Regions from separate parts of the Drosophila melanogaster genome. Here region 1 is linked to region 2. A link is a contact called in public Hi-C data. All regions are on one chromosome and are shown on one strand. The core of a region is the stretch at or near the end of the contact, and the rest is flanking DNA. Distances in the headings are between cores, read along the strand shown. Region 1 holds the start of lncRNA:CR43627 (long non-coding RNA:CR43627). Region 2 overlaps CG42540.

Evidence for each region. A called contact is a pair of places that touch in the nucleus more often than the background predicts.
Region 1: a Hi-C map of the Kc167 cell line shows a contact between it and region 2, with 1.5 times the contacts expected there. A contact is called at or near these places in 4 of 107 Hi-C or Micro-C datasets (the Kc167 cell line, the S2 cell line, eye imaginal disc and 1 more) and 1 of 7 datasets of targeted methods (the Kc167 cell line).

The regions. Positions count from the first base shown.
Region 1 is chr3L:4,929,132-4,935,941 of dm6, forward strand. It overlaps lncRNA:CR43627 (long non-coding RNA:CR43627), which reads right to left and starts at 2,007. Exons shown (of 2, transcript NR_048229.1): 1 at 1,789-2,007; 2 at 164-744.
Region 2 is chr3L:4,574,780-4,581,503 of dm6, forward strand. It overlaps CG42540, which reads left to right. Exons shown (of 11, transcript NM_168095.3): 4 at 3,138-3,173; 5 at 3,981-4,090; 6 at 4,668-4,740; 7 at 5,298-5,380. Among named protein-coding and RNA genes, the nearest start is that of CG42540, 22 kb to the left of the region's middle.

The sequences.
Region 1 (6,810 bases), core at 757-3,256, 350 kb after region 2:
TTCAATTAAATGTGAAAGCAAAACAAATTTTAACTTTGCTCGCACTCTGCCCGAAAGTTCATGCCAGTATCTCTTGTTTATACAGCGAGAGATCGAGATGTGTTAAATGTGTATCGTGAATACAGCTTCTTAACAATGCACTCAACTCACTTAAAACAATCCTAATGATTTATAAATATATTTAGTTTCTTAAAATTAAAATTTTTTAGAACTACAATCATAACTTTGTTTCGCAACAGCTTTCGCTTGTAAGGAGTTGAGTAGCAAAAGTCTTTAATCCGGTTATTATCGCACGCGTAAACCCAAAACTGCGACTTATGTATTTGCAGAGTGCTCGTGTGCCTAAATGTAATTGTGAATTCCATATTTCGCTGCGTTTGAATGTGTGGTGCTGCCATGTAATTGCCACTGCCAGTGGATGTTGTTGTTGTTTTTGCGTTTGTTATAATAACAATTACTTGAAAAATACTCCGATATCAGCGATGTCAGCGTCGACAGTGCCAGCGAAATTATTTAAATGCTTTGCTGTTCTGGGATAACGAGTGCACAGTGGGGATTGCCAACTGTGAGACTGGGAGATTCGATGGGTGGCGGGATAAGCACACACTCACTCACCGTCACTCACACACACACACACACTTTCACCCACTCAGGAGCCTTGTTAAACAATCACAAAAACATACAAGAGATCCCATTATGCAGCCGTTGGGGTATCAGTAGGGAGGTGGGCAGAGCTCGCATGCACTGAAAAAAAGAATTTTAGATTAATACGGAATTATTCATGTCTATTGTTTTAATAAAAAAAATATTAAACATGTAACGTTATGTGCATGATAAAATGTAGAAATAGAGAAAATTTATGTGTATGAGTATTATTGTTTGACAACCATCGAAATATTTCTCCCAGTGCCACAGCATGTACATGTGTGCTCGTCATGCGTGTGTCTGGCAGAGTTCCGGACTCGGACCGGCGCGGCCCGTCTGACAATTTGGTTTAATTGATAGTTTGGATAATGTAATTATAGACAATTGCGTTTCATGCGAAACCGATTTGCCGGCAGCGCCGCTACCGCGTCGATTATAATGGCCAACAATGCTCAAGTGTGGAGTCCAGTGGCGGATAAGAGAGCCTTCCGAGTGCCAAGTGGGGTGGAGTGGAGTGAATTGGATGGGCCGTGGTGGCGGTGGTGGTGGGGGCGGAAAAGTTTCACTTGCTAAATGAAAACGGGCGCCAAATGAAGTGCGTCGCCATCAAGTGTTATTAACTTGTAAAACAAAGAGAAGTCGCCGAGGGATCGTCGATACGGTTGGGCGGGATGACTAGTTGGCCAGGACCAGCGATGGTTAGCCCATCGGGCTCTTTGTGCCCGCCACATCAATCAATGCGGAATGCGGCAAAAGAACCAAGCGGTTCTCTAATTGGCACGAGGTGGGCTCCAAGGGGCACCGGTATGATGACCCAGTCGCCTGGCCGCAGGTACATGCAATTAATTATGGTCATTTCCAGGTGCACACAGACACAACTGCAGTGGGAGTCATCAAACGAATGGACGGCAAATGGCTGGCGAAATAACAAAGCTCGAATGACTGTTGCATACTTTTTGGGGCATTTGCCAGGAGGCTGGGCGTAAATACCAAAACGGGGTGAAGCCTGTCTAAAGAGCGGTGTAAATGCGCGCAAACAAGCGCATAAACGCGGCACTGTGACCTCTGACCCCGCACCCAGTCCCTCCCATCGTAATCCCCGAATTAAAACAAATGATGAGGTTTTTCGGCGACTTCACTTACCATTACAATAACCGTTGTTGTCGGCGGGACAGTAAAATGGCGCCCAATTGCCAACTGGCAATTGGCGCTTCCGGCGGCTCATTGGCTGCACCGTCGAATGGAAACACATTCCGTTCTCGTTCTCGTCCGCCGTCCGGCATAATGCACATCCTATCCGTATCAATATCGATGACAATCGACAATTGGCCTGCCAAATGCAGAACCGACCACTGAAAGAAACGATTCAATGAAAATAAATAAAAAATATATAAAAATTAGAACGAAATGGCCCTGTTTACTAAATATCATTGTAGGAAATGACTCTTTCTTTGAATTTTACCTACAAAAGTTATCCTTTTATGAACTCTGATATCCTTTAGCGCAGTGCATCAGCATCGCATCCTGGCCAGACACGGTGGCAGATCTTCGTGATGCATTTTTATGATGCGGTGCCTGATTTGCGGACGCAAAGTGAAAATCGCACGCCAATCGCATCGCCGCCGTCCGAGCATTTTAAATATGCCTCAAAGGTATTCGACAATGTACGCAATTTGCAGTTGCCGTTAGCCGGCTGATAAAGAAACAATTCGCGTTCGTGGAACTCCTTAAATCCGGACGGCCTTCCATCGGGTCTCAGGACTAATAAAATTAATCAACTTTAATGCACTGACGTTGTCCTTGCAGTTTCCATCCTTTCCATTCAGTAGCGCAAATGTTGAATGACTGAGATAACAATAAATGGAATCCGGGCATGGCTCCCTTGCTCCGTTCTCTTCAGCAGCAGCACTAAATAATTTCTAATAAAATAAAATAAATAATGAACGCAGCGGCAGCAGAAGCCCAGTCCGGCCAGACTTTGCCAATACGGTCTAGCACCCACGGACGACGCCCTGCCCACCATCCTCCTCCGATCTCCACAGTGCTGTGCTGCCATATTGCGCAAATATTGCAGTAAGTTGCTTTGGCAATGTGTTTTACTTTTATTGCACTTGAGCCGCCGGGCGCTGCACATTTTTAGCGCCAGTCATAAAATCCGACGAGCATCTAGCCGGGGCTTCAGCTCCGGCTCCAGCTTCGGTTCCAGCTTCAGCTCCATCTCGCATCCTGGCCAGCACATTTTTCCAATTTTAAGGCTGAGTAGCGCGCACGGCGAACGCCAAATGACCGTAGAAATGATTGCCAATGTGGGCGGTGGGTGGTTGCGTAACCAGGCAACTTCAGGGCAGCCGGGTCATTTGTTGAGTGAACAGCGGTGTGGGAGCCAAGGAAAAACGGGCGACTGGAGTTTGGCGTAGGTGTGGGTGGAAGTGGTGGTGGTGGTGGCTCCTACACAAAGCCTGCCCACGCCAGGCGCTGTTGTTATTTGCCTCGGCTTATTTGCTAAAAATAAAATCAAACTGCAGTGCCAGAGTCCACGACATAATAAAAGAAATTGCGTGAAAGGCGGCTTAAAGAGTTGGCCAAGAAGAGGCGGCAACGACGTGGGCAGGAATGTCAGCCGTTTCATGAGACCGACTGGCTCACGTTCACTGGAAGCCAACAATAAATGTAATTTCGATTGCAAGAATAGATAGCTATAGTATTTTAATTGAAAAACAATTCGAAATACTTATATTTGGTCTATTACAAAATAAATTTCACTAATAATTTCAGAAGTAGTTATTTGTCAATATTATGTTCAGTGTAAAACCCTTGCCTAGTATTGACTATTTCGAATGTTCTCAAGGTGTTTGAGAGTTCTCTCCGTAAAGGGATTATTTAGTGCAATTGCCGATGAATAAGAGCGCCGCTATTTCTTGGTGTTATATTAATTTAAAAGCCCGTTTAGACGACTTGGCTTATTATTCCGATCCGAATGACTGATAAAGCTTTCAGATTTTATTTCTCGTTCGCCAAGTTGTCAACGCAGTTTCAATTTATATTTAAGACCTTAAACAGCACTTTTATGAGCTGGCAACTTATAGCGAACCGCCGACTTTCGTCCGCTGTTCTCCCGCTGTTATGGCACATTTAGCGATTTTAAAGTAATAAACTCGGCCCATGTCCTGGCCACCAGGCGGGGCCATTAAAACTTGCAAGGAGTCGGGACACTTCTCGAGGCTGCTAGTTTTCGGAAATTGGCGCCCGTCCTTCGTCCGCATTGAGTGACATCTATTAATCGTCGCAGGTCCTGCTGGAGCCGTAGGTTCGAATGGAGTCGGAGATGGAGTTGTGGAGCCAGCGGAAATACTTCGGCCATAAATCACCGGAGAACTTCATTAGACACATTTCATGTTCGGCTGTGCCAGGATGTGCAGATGTGGTCGCAGGACAGCTGTCCTGTCAGTTGCTGTGGGCTAATTAAGACGCCAGCTTCGATTGGTTGGCACCGAAAAGGTTATTAATAATGCCGCCTCGATTTGAGCGGGTTTTTCTCCCTTTCCCTACAAGTGCGAAATGGTTTTTTGTTTGGGCAATAAAAAAAAAGTACACCCAAAATTGGGTTGATCCTTCGGCCAGGACTGCGGCTCTCAGCTGGCCGCATTTCGAACTGGAATTGTGGTCAAGTTTTCATTTCTTCGTATTCACCTTTGCCTTCTTGCCTTTTATTGGGAAAACACGAACTCGACTGTTGCCAAACAGTTTGCGGTTTCCGTTCAGACAAAAATACTGGGAATTCTGCATAAAAACGCATTCACAAATCGGTTTATGGCCTGTTCTAAGTCATAAGCCCGATGAGCAAACTTTGTGACAATAGCCAAATGGCAGTAAACATCAGTCACATTGTGAATAGGTAAGCAAAGTGCCGGCGGACAAAGTTGGCTCAGAACAGTTGGCCGAACAAAAACAAATCCTTTTATCACTTTTATGCATGTGATGAATGTTATTAGTTGGCTTTTGTTGGACTTTACATATTAGAAAATATGTCTTTTCCCATCTATTCAAATGGTATTTATATTTCTCTTGCAGTTTAAGACATGTATCTGTAGGAAAATCGAACCAGCTATTTTTATGAACCATTGAGGCTTGTCTTTAACACGCTGACCATCCCTGCTGTCATAATTGAATAATAAACGCTGCGCCACTCGAAACTAAATTTCAAGCTGGCATTTTGATGCACACTGTGCCATCTTACCCTGTGCTCGTATAGTTCGAGAGGTATAGTAAGTTACTAGGTCAGTTTAAACTGAACCGACATAGTAATGCTTCAAAATCTATCTTTGTTAGATGATTATAAAGTGGTATGCGCCTTTAACTTCTAATAAATCAATAAAGACTGTCATTTATAAGCCGGTACTTAATGCCCTATTCCATCCTATCTCGTTACCTCGTCTTTTTTCCGTTTAAGAGCACGGTTCACTTGGCTGGAAACCTTTTACCAATAGCTCTGCCTCCACCTGCACATCTATTCCGCCATTCGTGAGCTGCCTTTTTGTTGGCTTTTTTGCCAAAAGCTTTTAGCTGGACGCATCGCATCCGACGGAGCGTGGCGACGTCGTCATCGTGTCGCTGCATCAAACGACATTTAGCTTGCGCATAAAGTTCACATCATTGCCGAGTTGTTTGCCATGTTAACCATGTTTGCCGGTTACCAACGTATGTCGAGTCGTAAAAATTATAATGAAGTTGCCGTCACACAGACACTACAGGCCATCATAAGCTGCTTTTAAGTTTCGTTGGTTGCCGAAAAATAGAATGCGGAACAATATGAGATACTTGCCGGGAGCTTTGACACACGTTTTTTATTTACGGCAAAAGTATACGTTTTTTACGATCTTTTTTTGTCATAAAGTTGCCAAAAAATGTCACACATATGAAATAAAGACTGTTTTGTGCAGCTAATGATCTAAACTCACTGCCTGCATTGTCTCAGTGCTAATTAAAAAAAAAAAATTTTTCATCAATTTTCACATTTTTGATAAGGGTTAACATCATAATTTTTTGCAAAAATCGTCAAAAAATAAAAAGTTTTTTTTTGAATGCCAATCGATTGGGAATATCAATACGAGCTAAAAGAGGTATAACATTCAATATTTGGATGAATATTTCCATTGTTATAGACAAATAACTGCTTTAAAAACACGATTTTGCCATGAATTCTACTGGTAATGAAAGAATAGGAATTGTTCTTTTACTTTATGCATAATGGATTTTAAAGTTAATATATATCTAATACATATTTTGCACATTTAATGAAGCTATAGCTAAGGCAATTACCCTGCCAAATCGACACTCCGACTAATACCTGAAATTTATTATTTATGGGCATGTATGGACTGCATTCTTTCATTTATTACCCCTTTGCCGTCAACACAGCAAGCCTCTATTTTCCTCGAGTGGCGGGCATAAAAAAATACATATGTAGCGAAGGTAATAATAAAGCCACGTAAATCGCACGCCATATTGGCCCAAGTCCATAGACATATGTCAATCACGTGTCCCGGCTGCAGTTGCCTTTCTTCGTTCTGGCAATATGGCAAAAGGGAAAAATAATAACAAAAAATACACAACTAACGTTGGGTTGGGTCTACTAAGCCAGCTAAACTGCGGTGGAGAGTTCACTCAGCGGTGCTAAGGTTGATCTCTCAAAGCGCATTCCGGTAATGGAAAAGGAACTGCGAGTTCAAAGCAAACAGCAATGGAGGTTCCTCTTGGCATTTTTCGCATTTCCGATTTCCGATCGGGGCTGCAGTGTCAAAGCCGTACGGTTGATTGATTTTTTGCACCGCCTGCCTGCCCGCCTGCCTGTCGCTCGCTGGCATATCGCGGAATAATAGCCCCCTGATGCACCACCGCACCACCGAACCACTGAATCACCCACTTCAGGATTGGGCCGCGGGCACTTGGCAGGCCGCACTTAGCTGCCGTTGCCGTTGTCGCCGTCATTTTGTTTGATAACATCGTCTAGCAACGTGTCTGGCCACCCGTGTGTCGCAAGCCGAGCATTATTTCCAGGACCCTCTAGCCACCCAAGGACCTACCCTTCGAGCCTCCTACCCTCGTACCCTTCACCCACTCATGTATGCATTGTGAACTCCAGGCGTTGGCGCCTTTGGCATAATC
Region 2 (6,724 bases), core at 2,217-4,716:
GAATCTCTACTTTGGCTGGCTGGCGTTGATGCTGCACCACCTGCAATCTGCAGCAGGGAGAGCGGCGAAAAAGCTCTTTGATCCTGGTCGCTGGCTGATAACAAAGTTGAGAGTGAGCGAGCTTTGGCTCGGCAGGGATATGTGCTGCGAGGATATAAAAGGATGCTGGCTGCTGGCGCACTTTCAGTTGGATTCCGAACGAGGCAGCAGCAGCACTAACAACAGCAGCTCAACCAGGAGAGCCCGAACCACCGAAGGGAAATGGACACAGTGCTGAGAAAACTAGCTCAGCCTAGTGTGTGTGTGAGCCCGCAGTAGTGGCTGTGCTAGTGTGAGAGTGTGTGCGTGTGCGTTGAAGAAAAGAACAGAGCTAGTGCCAGGATGCAGGACTAGGACTAGGACAAGACTTAACGGACTAAAGACGCCACTCTGATTGACCAGGAGCAGCCAGGAACAGCCGCCGCACTGGCTTCGTTTTGCGAGCGCGGCTTGATGCCCGATTCGATGATGGACATGGAGCATCGGGACCACCAGCTGCACCGCCAACAGCAGCAGTCGCACCACCATCAGCCTCCCCGTCTGACGGCCAGCACCAGCACATTTGCGCCACCCGCCCCGGCGGGGAGTCAGTCGGAGGAACGGGATCGTGATCGGGACAGGGAACGGGACCACCACCTGCACCACCATCAGTCCAATAATGTGGCCTCATCACCACTGCCAGTGACTGCCTCCATACAGTTGCACCAACAGCAGCCACAGCAACAACAGCAGCAGCAACCACTGACGCAGTTGCAGCAACCACAGTTAAGGGAACGCGAACACCACCAACAGCAGCAGCAGCAGCAGCAGCAGATGATGCAGCAACCACAGCAGCAGCAGCAGATGCAGCAGCCGCAGCAGCAACTGCCACACAGCCATCATGCCCTAATGCAGCAATCGCAACAGCAGCAGGCCATCCATCGAGCCGAGGCGCGAAGAGGTGAGCTGATGTTGCAGGTGGCTCTTTTAGAGAGTGTGCACTGTAGCCGCCTGGCTAAACTTGTTGCTCGGTCTCCAAAGACCCACCCAATTCGCTTTTGCATTTGCATTTGCCACATCAAAATTTGATTAGAGACGCCACAAATCACAATTCGGATTTTTGTATCAATCGTTTCCTCTTATTTTTGTGTATCTGTGCTTAATCAGGTTAGGCGTACACTGTACATACGTGTCTATCTCGTATATATAGCCCGATGAAGACATTTCACATGCATGCTAATCGCTTCATTAGGCCCGGGAAAAAGAGTTCGGTCTCTCCAGCATTTGAAATGCAAAATTCAATCAGAAATTGCTTTAACTTACGCCAGAACCTCCAGCAGCAGCAGCAGCAACACCACAACAGCAGCAGCAACATCATCATGAACAGCAGAAACATCAAGCTGACCTATTTCCCGAGCAAAGCTTTTTGCCAGGGGCTGGCGCTCTGACGTATGCGTTGATGTGGTGCGAGGGAGGGGGCGTGGGAGCGGTGGGCGGAGCGAGCTGGGCGGCTTAAAGGGGGTGGTGGTGGATAACGGCGAGCAGCTGGACAGCCGTTGGCTGGTCATTAAAAAATTATGACCACACATTGTTCTCCGAGATTGTACATTAAGGTAAATTCAGCTCTTTTTTCTGTGTTTGTTGGGGTCAACACGAATGGAATAACAGAAACCAAACAACCCGCAGTCGAAAAGGAGGCCAAATAAGTGCTTTTTAACCGAGCAGCACTCGAATAATTATCAGCTTTCGTTTGTCGGTAACAAAAGTGGTGACTTGATAAAATATTGAATTCGGGGTTTATTGATTAAAAGTGTCAGTGGGTGGAAGGTAACTAATGGAAAAAACGACTGGTTCTAAAGATAATTGACAATTGATAATTAAATTAGCTATTTAAAGGTATTTGAGATACATTCCTCATGAAACGAATAAGGTTATCTACATCAAGTCTTTTATTTTTAATTCTTTAAATAAGAGATCATTGATTTTCACCCTATCACTGGAGCAACAACTAAATATATTATTAAAATTATATTCTAAATTTAAAAAAAACCTTTGGCTAAAAGCCAAGCCTTGGTAACTGTGTGCAAATTCAATTAAGACCCGCTTAAAACCTGGCTTAAGGTGATGCAATTAAGGCCAGAAGTCCCCATTCACCTAATTACAATTTCAGTGCCACATTTTTTCCGGCTCTTCCTTCATCATTTTATCATTTTGACTAAAGCAATTTGGCTATAAATCTATTAGGTTTGCGGTCACCAGCCTTAGGCGTTACAAATAAATCCTCAGATCCTGAAATCCTTTCATCTCGGCGCAAAACTCTTGGCACTCCTGTGCCAGTGGCACATTCAAATCGCAATTATTCTGAAATCAATTTCAATAAAAGTTTGCTGCGGTGCGATGCGATGCGAAGAGTTTGAAGGTGGTGAGGAATTGCCCAGAATGTTTGGCAGCTTGTTGGCTTAGACCAGGCCCTAGGATTCGCCCATCAAAGTTTTCCTTTTTCCAGCGTCGCTTTTCATGTTTTGTCTGTGTGTGTGTGTGTCTGTGTGAGTTTGGGTGAATGTAAGTGAGTGGGTGAGAGCTCGTTAAAAACACTTTGCTGACGTCGCCGTTGCTGGGTGTTGGCATTGTGGCAACTTTTCAATGAACTGTAATTGAAACTGAAATGCAAACTGTGCCGTGCCGCTAATTGCCAGCAGCTGCAGCCAGCAAACTGGTAACTGGTTACGGGTAACTGAAAACGGAAAGCTGCAACCCAAACCAAAAACCAGAAGGCAAATAAACTGCAACAGCAGCGCGTAAACAGCATTTAAATGTGTGGCATGAATAATTTATGATTTTTCTTGCGTTCGTAGCTAGTTTTTTGAGTTTCGTAGTTCGTTGAAGCATGTTTTGTTTAACCCAAAAGGAAAACCCCCAAAAAAATAAACTGCATGGCATGGAGCAGCTAAGTAGATCCCCGCAGGATCGCCGAGCACTCAAAAAAGACGATGAAACACAAGAACCAGCTCCCAGAAAATCTAACAAAAAAACACACCAATTGGCTAGTTGCTGATCGAGCCGAAAAGCTTTCCCCCCAATTAATTTCTCTTGTTGTTCGATTTATCGTATTCTTGCAGATACACAAGCAAAACATTCACATGGATTTCTCTATTGTAAGTCGCACCAATTTGGACAATGCCCAAGAAAAAAACAGAAAAAGATCCCCACATCCTACAGCCAAAATCAAACAGATAAACAGAAACACACACACAGCTACTTTTTAACCTGTTACAAAGCTATACTCTACTTTCTATGTGTAACTCTATCTCTAACTATCTAACTATAATGACTACTATCTATGAGTATTTACTGAGAAATTTCCGTTTTTTAATGTATGCACACTCCTTGTTTGCTTGTATTTCGATTTCCGTCTCCGCCTTTTCTTTTTTGGTGAGCGCACCTAAGTATGCTACAGTTTTTTTCAAGCTCCCCACGGGAACAACATTTTGACTTTTACGACGCGACGAGGGCCGCATCGAAATTATGGCGCGTCTCAAGTATCAATAAGCCAAATGGGCGACTTGTTGCCCCCCCAAAAAACCATCCCTCTCAAAAACTTCAATTTTTGACCAAACTTTAAGTAATACGAGTACTGCGTAATGAAGAATGCCCTTTTTTTCTGCTCACTATTTTTTATTCCGACATATTGTCTGCGATTTTTGTATGCGCCATGCGGAGGTCTTTCGTTTAAGGATTTTTTCTTATTTTCTTCAGATGCTCAGCGCATTATTCATGTAACAGTCTTGGCTCTTTTCTCGGCGGAGCAGAGCAGAGCCCAAAGGAAAGCGAGGAAAATACAAAACGAATTTATAGCTTAAGCCTTAATTTGCAGCATTTGCTTTGAGCACTTGATTCCATTCTGCCACGTTACATGTATTTATAAGAAAATTCTCCCGTTTTCTCGCCACGTTCTCTCGCAGCGGACGAGGAAATCAGCGATAAGGCATCAACATGCGGAAAATTGCTAATATTTCTTTCCGTGGCTCTTGTGATAATGACGCTACCCTTCAGTCTCTTTGTTTGCTTTAAGGTAAGCTTCTATTTAAAATACATATATTTTGAGTGTTCTTTTAATTAAAAATTTTATGAAATATTAATAGAAAGTAAGCATTTTCAAACGAATAACCTATGTTTTTACAAACCTAAAACGATTTCTATTTCAAACTATTATCATAAACAATATACATTTGAATGATCTCTTTCTTAAGCAGATATTAAAGTTTCAAGTAAATCTGTTTTGTCATAAATTAAGTTAGCAAAACTATGTAAATCTCTATGGCAACCATGACCCAGTTTTTTAATGATAAGTAATAAGCGCATTATGGAGATTAAGTTTTTTAAAATGTTAAGCTCCTTGTGGATAAGCATATTTTGTTCAGATATAAACACAAAGTAAAAAAAAGGAGATAAAAGGTAAATTTTTTAAGTTTTATATACAGCAGGATTAACAGTCACTTCTCTAAGCTGTTAATACCACATGTCTGGATTCTATTATACTTGAAGTTAGTTTTTATGATTAACAGGGTAGTTAAGGCTTGTAACCCTAGCATTTCCTCAAGTTTCAATTTCGTTTCATGAACATTTCACTCACCTGCCACATTTTGCAGGTGGTGCAGGAGTACGAGCGCGCGGTTATCTTCCGTTTGGGTCGTCTTATGCAGGGCGGTGCCAAGGGCCCAGGTGAGTACTTAGAACTGCAGCTTCACAGGTGCAAATAGGGGTGGGCTGCAGGAGAGCGGTGGGGTAACGATTCTATGCAAATTTTAGTGCCGCTCGCCTGCGACATGAATTTGTGTTAATTGCTGCACTTGCTCCAAATTAGCGACTCTGGGGCGGCTCTCAGTCCGTGTGCTCTGCTTTTGTGCTCCCATTCCGAGGGAGGAAGAGATTAGCCAAATCGAGGCGAACTTCTCCCACAGTCATGACACTAGTTTGCATAATTTTTGTGAAGAAGTTTCTAGACCAAGGGAAGCACTACAAACAAAGGACAACAAAATGTTTATATTTTCTTGAAAATATTTAATCTTGATATTCATGTAAAATCAACAACATTCGATTTCACAATATATTAATAAAAAAATTAAGCAAAATTGTCTTTATATCGAATAACCTAGGATGTCTCTTAGAAGTATATTTTTTTTATAAATTATTGTGGTGCTCTAATTTTTATATCCCTGTTAGCCAGTGTAGTCCGTAATTCTTAACGAGCGTTTAAAGCATTTCAACCGTAATTGCAGGTATCTTCTTCATCCTGCCCTGCATTGACTCCTATGCCCGTGTGGACTTGCGTACTCGCACATACGATGTGCCACCGCAGGAGGTAAGTTCCGGTGGCAGTTCCGGTTCTGGTTGATACCGAAAAAAAAACTGTTGCAACCTGCAGTGGCAGCCACAAACATATGCTGCCTTCTTCGATGTTGTTGTTGTTGTTTTATTAACCAGAAGTGGAAATCTTTTTAGTTTATGTACTTCAAAATGTCCCCTCCAACCCACAAACACACACGCTAACACAAGACATTTTAAAGCGATGCCAAGTAAAGCAGAAACCAATTAAACTTTTAGCTTTCGCCACAAGTTATTCCAGCCGACACGTTTGTTAACAAGAGATATTTATACATATACTCTTATATGTGTATTTTTTGGTTGCATTTTCTTGTTTTGTGTTCTGACCAAAAGTAAAAGATATAAAAATATACACAGACACACCATCACACAGATGAAAAGATACAGATTTTGGGCACTGTTGGCGGAATCCGCAAGAGAAGCTTGGCTGAGCACAGCCGGAACCTGAGTTGTTTTGTGGATTCTGCTGACAGGACACCCACACACATGGGTACCAAAAGCCACACAAACACCCAGATACACATACATGTAGACACAAGGATACAGGACGCGCAACTGGAGCGTGAATTACGCATACGCAACGTTGTCTTCTCGTTTCTTTGACTTTTTTCCCCCTCGTTCTTGTTGTCGTCGCATGTCACGGTGTTTACTTTTAGTTTCTACTTTCTTCTTCGTTCGTTTCGTTTTTTTTTCGGTTTTGATTTTCTTCCCAATGCAGCCTCTCTATCTGTGTGTCTTCCTGCTCTCCCTCTATATACATTCTATAATCATATATTTATATCTATGTCTATGGCTATCTATATCTATTAACGTATCTATCTCCACTTTCCAACCAGCTAAGAACCCCTCTTTCTAACCACTTTTATACAAAAACAGCATCATCAAGTGCAAAGTGAAGAAACCCCCTTTTGTTTACCACATATATAGTTTATTTAATTGTTTTTCCCTACTATTTCGAGTGGCTGCAGTCCATTTTGTTTTATAAAACGAAAAGAAAGAGAAAATTGTGGTTCTAACACCCACAAACGCACACACATACACATTGCTCTCTCTACTCTCGTTGTTGTTGTTGTTGGTAGTCTTGTTGTATCCTATATATATATATATATTTTAAATACTTTGTATGGTACTTGTTGTCGTATTGAAGTTGAACAATGTTGCAGAATTTTTATTATTATTGCCATTGGTGTGCACTCAACCCACACCCACAACTCACACATACACAGAGGTAGGACTCACCTTGCCCTCACTCACACACACACATAGTGCTACACAGGAGTCTCATCCAGATACGCGCTCCATTTATTTTTGGGAATTTTTC